Regions from separate parts of the Ovis aries genome. Here region 1 is linked to region 2. The links are chromatin contacts, called in public Hi-C maps. All regions are on one chromosome and are shown on one strand. The core of a region is the stretch at or near the end of the contact, and the rest is flanking DNA. Distances in the headings are between cores, read along the strand shown.

Region 1 (3,947 bases), core at 1,401-3,900, 190 kb after region 2:
CCAGGCTCCTCTGTCCATGGGATTTTCCAGGCAAAGGTACTGGAGTGGGTTGCCATTTCCTTCTCCAGAGTATCTTCCCGACCCAGGAATTGAACCCAGGTCTCCCGCATTGCAGGCAGATGCTTTACTGTCTGAGTAGGCACCTTGAAATCTTTAAACTGGTAGCTGGATGCAGGAGTATTTAAGAATCAAGACTCAGGGAACATCCCTGAAAATCTAGCCGTAGGCCAGTCTAGTTACTTTTTACTCTGTGTGAAGAGAGGAGGTGTCTCTAAAACATTTTAGCCAATTCACAAATTTGAATTCTACAAATTTCACCAGTGATTGCCCTTTTCTAATATCCATTATGCTCATTAACAAGCCATTAATTTCCCCTATGAAAATCCATTTCTGAAATTCAGTATGCTAATTAGCAGAACCATTTCTTGTTCATTAGAGACATGGATTACAGAAGGGCTTTTAGTAATCGCCTCTGGAGTGTGGCCTTTCTGATAAGATGCTAGCTGACATCAGGGTGTGTATTCCTGATTAGAATAACAGTCTCCTCCTAGGGTGTAGCCTAAACTATAAAGGACCTTCCCATGCATATCTGTACTATACTAAATTCACTAAAGTAGTCTATACTTAGTAATTATGGGTATGATAGCTCACGTGTATAAATATAAATCTTTATATTTTCTGTTTTTCTGTAGAGTATTAATCATGTGTGTGCCACAATAATGAATTCCCTGTTGTTTGGACATTTAGGTTGGAGCATCCTTACTTTTACTTACCTGTTTGGTTTCTTCCTTAAAATGAACTCCTAAAAACTGGAATTGATGGGTCAAAGGTATGCATATTTAGATGTAAACTGGTATATGTAAAATTGACAAACAACAAGTTCTTACTGTATGGTACAGGGAACTGTATTTAATACCTTGTAATAACCTATAATGGAAAATAGTCTGAAAAAGAATGTATATAGATTTTCATATATATATGTTTTTATATATATATGTTTGTATGTGTGTATGTATATACATACAGATATAGTTTTATCTGTTTAAGTATATATATGCATATAGTTTTATATATACATAAACAGATAAAACTATATCTATATGTATGTATATACATACACACACACAAGCACAAACATAAAACTGAGGGCTTCCCAGGTGGCTCAGTGGTAAAGAATCTGCCTGCCGATGCTGGAGACATAGGTTTGATCGCTGGGTCAAGAAGATTCCCTGGAGAAGGAAATAACAATCCATTCTAGTATTCTTGCCTGAAGATCCCGTGGATAGAGGAGCCTGCCGAGCTCCATGGGAGCTCCATGGGATTGCAAAAGAGTCTGACGTGACTTAGTGACTAAACAACAGATATATAACTGAATCACTTTGTTGTTTAGCAGAAACCAACACTACATTGTAAACCAACTATACTTCAATTAAAAAGATATGCATGTTTAAATTTTGGTACATGTTGCTAACTGCTTTCCAGAATGGTTTATCTTGATTTAGATGGAGAGCATATGAGAATGTGTGTTTTCTTAGGAATCTGTCAATATTCGGTATTGTCAATATTCTTAATCTTTGTTCATCTTTTGGTAATCTCACTCAGCCTCATGGCTTTAAATTCCACTCCATGCTGGTGGTTCTACCTCCATTTCAGAGATGGAAGAGACCATGGGAATGTACTTCATACATAGAGCTGACTATTTTACATCCCACTTAGATTCTTACTATTAATATTAGCTCAGATGGTAAAGAATCTGCTGGCAAATGTGGGAAACCTGGGTTCAATCTCTGAGTTGGGAAGATCCCCTGGAGAAGAGAATGGCAACCCACTCCAGTATTCTTGCCTGCAAAATTCCATGGGCAGAGGAGCCTGGTGGGCTACAGTCCGTAGCGTCGCAGAGTTGGACACAAGTGAGCCACTAATACACACACACACACATTAATATCTAAGCCTGCTTCATTCGCAGCTTTCCCATCACAGTTAAGTTACTTCATCCTTTCCATTGCCAAAAACCTTGATGCCTCCTTTGCCTCATTGCTCAGACGTCCAGGTCCTTGCTATCACATGGGCCTCCATTGCTATCACACGCTATCACTATCGTCTCTCATCTGGATTTGTGCAATAGCCCCGGCAGGTTGTCTTACTTCCAGGAGACTCTAGTATTTGTGTGGAAGCTGGAGTGGTTACAAGAAGTTATGACATCACCCTAGTCCAGACCCTGCAACGCCATCCCATCTCATTCTGAGTAAAAGCCTGAATCCTTGCAGTGTCCCACAGGGGCTGGGTGAGGCTCGCCCTGCCACCTGTCCACTCTTACCCTTGTTTTCGCCCTCTCTGGCCACAGTGGCCTCGTCGCTTGCAGATCAAGCAGCTCCTGCCTCAGGATTTCTTCACTCCAGTCCAGAGTTCTGCCTGGCTCACCAGCCTGGCTCACTTGGGAGACTGCTAGCGATGGAATGAAACACCAACACTGTAGAGTGGTTGGAATCTTTTTGCCGCTTTTTGCAGCTGTTTTATTTTATATCTTTTTGTACAACAATCAGCGAGGCAAGTTGCCAAACACCGTGATTCAGCGACTATACAGTGCGCAGGCATGGGGCGAGATAACCTTTTTAAAACTTATTTACTGCAGCTAAGACTTTGTTTTGAGAACTTTCTTATCAGCTTAGAATCCATTTTGTCCCCAGGTCTGTTCCTTTTGAGGAATCAGATGAACATCCTTGTATGCAAGAAATGTTCTTTTTCCACGGGGTCAAACAGAGGATTCTTGGCGGAACATCTTGTCTGTAAGAATGTCTAGCCCTGGTTGAGAGTCTTGTTTGCAAACACTTCCCAACCTTCCTTATACTTTGTTCCCTACAGGAGACCTTCTCTGATGATCATATTAAAATGCCACCTGTCCTACCCTTAGTAGCCTTCATCCCCTTTTCCAGCTTTGTTTTATTTCATTGCACTTCTCTAGTGTAGTATGCAGCTTATGTATTCATCTTACTGTTTATCTGGACCCAGTGGAATATAAATGTCACAGTGATAGAACTTTTGTTAAAATGTTTTCTTTATGTCTGGATCTCCAGCTCTTCGTGTAATGCTTATCACGTAATGGACACTTGACGGACATATTTCTGAGGAAGTAAAGGACTGAATCTGATAGGTAAAAAATTAAACCTCATTTTTATTTGCATTTTTGATTACTAGTAGGTGAAATTTTAATAATCTGTCCAGAAGGCCTTTCTGGGCTTAATAATCAGTTCACAATGCATGAGGGAAAAAATTGGTAGTTTGAATGATTACAAATTTAAAACATCTGCATAGAAAAATGTCCCTACCACAAATAGGACTGACAAATAGAAAATACTTGCAATTCATATTTCGGAAGAAAATGGTAATAACCCTAATATACCAAGAGTGTATATGATCAATAAAAATGATGAACCCTATAATAGAAAAAGGAAAAACTGTAAATTTTGTGCATTTACAAAAGAAATAAACAGAAGATATCTGAAAAAATGTTCATCATCACTTTTTCTTAAAAGTATCTGCTTTAAATCAGAATTTTCATTTCCTCTTGTTTTCAATATTATCTTCCCTGAATTTAATTTTCAAGAAACTTTCTTATTTTCTCTAACAACTGCAGTGTATTTCTGACTGTTTTTCCCTTAGTAAATAGAGCCCCATATCCTGTATCTCAGTTTTACAATTGCCTTCCTCCCTCCTTCGTCCTTACTCTCCAAAATACTCTATTATCATGGGCAAAACTCCCCAGAGCTATACTGCTGGCTACAATGCTTTCCTTCACCATCAAGAGAGAATTGGAATGTGAAGACTGATGCCATGCTTATATATTGAGTAGCAATTCTATTACAAATATTTTGAATCACACAAAATGCGCAGATTTGCTATTTCAACAACGATAAAGACCTGCTCGACTCACATAGCATTTAATGAGT
Region 2 (4,160 bases), core at 962-3,461:
CTCTCAAGAGTCTTCTCCAACACCAAAGTTCAAAAGCATCAATTATTTGGCACTCAGCTTTCTCTATGGTACAACTCTCACATCCATACACGACTCCTGGAAAAAGCATAGCTTTGACTACACAGACCTTTGTTGGCAAAGTAACATTTCTGCTTTTTAACACGTTGTCTAGGTTGGCCATAGCTTTTCTTCTAAGGAGGAAGCGTCTTTTAATTTCATGGCTGCAGTCACCATTTGCAGTGATTTTGGAGCCCAAGAAAATAAAGTCTGTCACTGTTTCCATTGTTTCCTCATCTGTTTGCCATGAAGTGATAGGACTGGATGACATGATCTTCTTTTTTGAATGTTGAGTTTTAAGCTAGTTTTTTCACTCTCCTCTTTCATTTTCATGAAGAGGCTCTTTAGTTCCTCTTTGCTTTCTGCCATAAGGGTGGTGTCATCTGCATATCTGAGGTTATTGATATTTCTCCTGGCAATTTTGATTCCAGCTTGTGCTTGCTCCAGCCTGGCATTTCACATGATGTACTCTGCACGTAAGTTAAATAAGCAGGGTGACAATATACAGCCTTGATGTACTCCTTTCCCAATTTGGAACCAGTCCATTGTTCCATGTCTGGTTTTAACCGTTGCTTTTTCACCTGCCTACAGATTTTGCAGGAAGCAGGTAAGGTGGTCTGGTATTCCCATCTCTAAAATTTCCCACATTTTGTTGTGATCCACACAGTCAAAGTCTTTGGTGTAGTCAATGAAGCAGATGTTTTTCTGGAATTCTTTTGCTTTTTCTATGATCCAACAGATGGTGGCAATTTGATCTCAGGTTGCTCTGCCTCTTCTAAATCCAGCTTGAACATCTGGAAGTTCTCAGTTCATGTACTGTTGAAGCCTGGCTTGGAAAATTTTGAGCAGTACTTTGCTGGCATGTGAAATGAGTGCAATTGTGTGGTAGTTTGAACATTCTTTTGCATTGTCTTTCTTTGGGACTGGAATGAAAACTGACCTTTTCCAGTCCTGTGGCCACTGCTGAGTTTTCCAAATATGCTGACATAATGAGTGCAGCACTTTCACAGCATCAACGTTTAGGATTTGACATAGCTCAACTGGAATTCCATCACCTCCACTAGCTTTGTTTGTAGTGATGCTTCCTAAGGCCCACCTGACTTCGCATTCCAGCCAGCTCTAGGTGAGTGATCACACCATTGTGGTTACTGGGACATGAAGATCTTTTTCGTACAGTTCTTCTGTGTGTTCTTGCCGCCTCTTCTTAATATCTTCTGCTTCCGTCAGGTCCATATTGTTTCTGTCCTCTATTGTGCCCATCTATCTTTGCATGAAATGTCCCCTTGGTATCTCTAATTTTCTTGAAGAGATCTCTAGTTTTTCCCATTCTATTGTTTTCCTCTATTTCTTTGCGTTGTTCACTTAGGAAGGGGATATCCACGGCACATGTTCATTTTGACTCTGAGAGAAAGTGGAAACTCTTAATGAAGTGAGAGAAGTGTTTCTTCCCCCACTAATGTGTTTTGTGGTCAAACTTCATTTTCAGAAATAGAACAATACAGGACTTCCCTGGTGGGGTCCAGCGGTTAAGACGCCACTTCCACCCCAAGGGGAATAGGTTCGATCCTTGGTCCAGGAACTAAGATCCTGCATGCCACATGGTATGACCAAACAAGAACATTTAAAGGAAATAGAACAATATAAGGAAGCAGATGGGTATGTTCTAGGCTTTGGGTTTCTCTCTGATACTCCAGAAGACTTCTTACCTCCCTCCCCATCCTTCCATCCCCTTTTCTTCCCTGCTCTTCTTCTCCACACAGAGGTTTTATCTTTCCCTTCCAAGATAAGGTAAATCACGGTCCTGTCCTTCAAATAAGGAACAGTTCTGTCTCCTTGGGCTGCATCCATACCCATTCAGTGATGTGGAACTGCAAGGCAAGGCTGGGGGACGTACCATGTGCCTCCCAACAGCTGAGCCCTGGAAGCTGGGATGCGAACACAGCAAAACCAGAACTCCTTCCTCCTCCCCAGCTGCTGAGGCCAGAGACCCAGCGGGAAGGGGGCGGATCTGGCTCCTGGCTCCTCCTCCCGCCGGAGACCACCCCCCCCCACGGGGGAGGGGCGCAGCTGGCTCCTGGCTCCTCCTCCCGCCAGAGACCCAGCGGGGAGGGGGCGGAGCTGGCTACTGGTTCTTCCTCCTGCAGAGCTCACTTCCCTTCGACCTTCTGACCTTCCGATGGCCTTCACATTCAGGAAGCAAGCTGAATGCAGGGCAGATGGTACTTAAGCCACTCTTTCTTCTGAGAGTTACTTATTTTGGTCAGAAGGCAAGGACAGAGGGAAGGCTTTTCTGCTGGTCCGCGGAGTCCCCTTCTGCTCTGGGGCAGCACCGCCCCTAGTCCACAGGGGTTTGGTGAAGGGGCACAGGATTTGCAGCAGTGTGGCTGTCTCAGAAGATAGGCTGTATAGGTATTCTCATCTCAATCTGTAATCTGTTAGAAAACTCTTGCTCCTCCCTACCCTCTTCACATCCTTATAGTAACCAGGGATCAGGAGTTGTATAAGAGGTGCTGGGGACATCCTGTGAATTTGCTGAGAGAGGTCTGTCCCAAGGATCTTCATATCAGGTACCCTTTTTTTTTTTTTGGCATCTCAGTTGAAATGGAGGCAGAAGGGGTCTTATTCTACTATCTCATTTCTCAGGGACTGAACGAGATTCTGTAAGTGAAAACCTTTAGCATTTAGGACTGATTCTGAAGCTGCAGCTCCAATACTTTGGCCACCTGATGTGAAGAGCTGACTCACTGGAAAAGACCCTAAGGCTGGGAAGGATTGAAGGCAGGAGGAGAAGGGGGTGATAGAGGATGTCATGGTTGGATGGTATCATCCACTCAATGGCCATGAGTTTGAGCAAATTCTGGGAGACAGTGAAGGACAGAGAAGCCTGGCCTGCTGCAGTCCATGGGGTCACAAAGAGTTGGACCCAACTGAGTGAACAGCAACAAGTGAAAACCAAGTGTGAAGAGATCTCTGTCAACCATAAAATTCTGTGCAGATGTCACTTGTTAGCATCATCATTATCTGCCCGTCTATGGAGACTGATGGACTCTTGTTACAGCCACTACCAGGAAACAGTAAAAAGCCCTTTCCAGTATGAAAGTGTACATTCTGGAGACAATGTTTAAAGCCCCGGGTTATTAGTGAGTGATAATCTTTGGTAGGGGGCAGTTAATTTCCAATCTTGTATCAGAGGCAGTGGGCAATGGTGAGTCGTGGGCTGTGACTGTGGGGTGAATACTAATTGCCCTCAACTCTGTTGCCTGATTCACATGGAGTGAGGGCAAACAAGAGCACATCAAGTGACTGCCAAACAGTGCTGCTGCTTTCAGAAGCCAGGAGAATTTCAGTCAACATTTAATAGCTAAGGCAATGAGAGGGGTGGAAGGGTGCGTATTCCAGGCATAATATTGCAGCCTGGTTGTGCAAATGGAAGGGAGAGGGACTACATGAGGTGTGTGTGTATGTGTGTGAGAGAGAGAGATATGTGTGTGCTGTGTGTGTGTGTGTGTGTGTGTGTGTGTGTGTGTGTGCCTTCTCCACCCAGGTGGCTTAGTGGTAAAGAATCTGCCTGCCAAGCAGGAGAAGCTGGTTCAATCCCTTGGTTGGGAAGATCCCCTGGAGAAGGAAATGGCAACCCCATTCCAGTATTCTTGCCTGGAAAATCCCATGGACAGAGGAGTCTGGTGGGTTACAGTCATGGGGTCACAAAGAGTCAGACACGATTGAGAGATTGAGCACAACTCTGTGTGTGTGTTATGTATGTGGTGTGTGTGGCATGTGGGTTGTGTGTGTATGTGGTGTGTAGTGTGATTTGTGTGTGATGTGTATGTGGTATGTGTGTGTGGTGTGTGTGTATGTGCACACTGGCTTGTTTACCTGCAGAGGGGGAAAGGTGTCTTCAGAGCACTAATTGACATTTAATTGCCCTATAGAAAGCTGATGGGAAGAATGTCTTGAGCTAAATTTGAGTTCAGGTTTGAGCAAAGTGAATGTTGAGTCACACTGGATTCTTTCAAAACCCGTTTCTCATCATGGAGGGAGTCCCTGCATGTGGTGTAAAATGGAGATGCTGTGAAAGGCCCGCAGAACAGGGGCGGTGGATT

The links. A called contact is a pair of places that touch in the nucleus more often than the background predicts.
Region 1: a Hi-C map of liver shows a contact between it and region 2, with 4 times the contacts expected there. The contact joins two enhancer-like sites. A contact is called at or near these places in 2 of 16 Hi-C or Micro-C datasets (hypothalamus and liver).

Annotation. Positions count from the first base shown.
Region 1 is chr17:18,996,476-19,000,422 of ARS-UI_Ramb_v3.0, forward strand. No RefSeq gene overlaps it. Among named protein-coding and RNA genes, the nearest start is that of NOCT, 350 kb to the left of the region's middle. Within about 2 kb of position 2,651, at least 4 of the 54 cell types and tissues checked have an H3K27ac peak or open chromatin away from gene starts, as enhancers often do. A contact at or near this core is called in liver, where this site is marked.
Region 2 is chr17:18,803,985-18,808,144 of ARS-UI_Ramb_v3.0, forward strand. No RefSeq gene overlaps it. Among named protein-coding and RNA genes, the nearest start is that of NOCT, 150 kb to the left of the region's middle. Within about 2 kb of position 2,212, at least 1 of the 54 cell types and tissues checked has an H3K27ac peak or open chromatin away from gene starts, as enhancers often do. A contact at or near this core is called in liver, where this site is marked.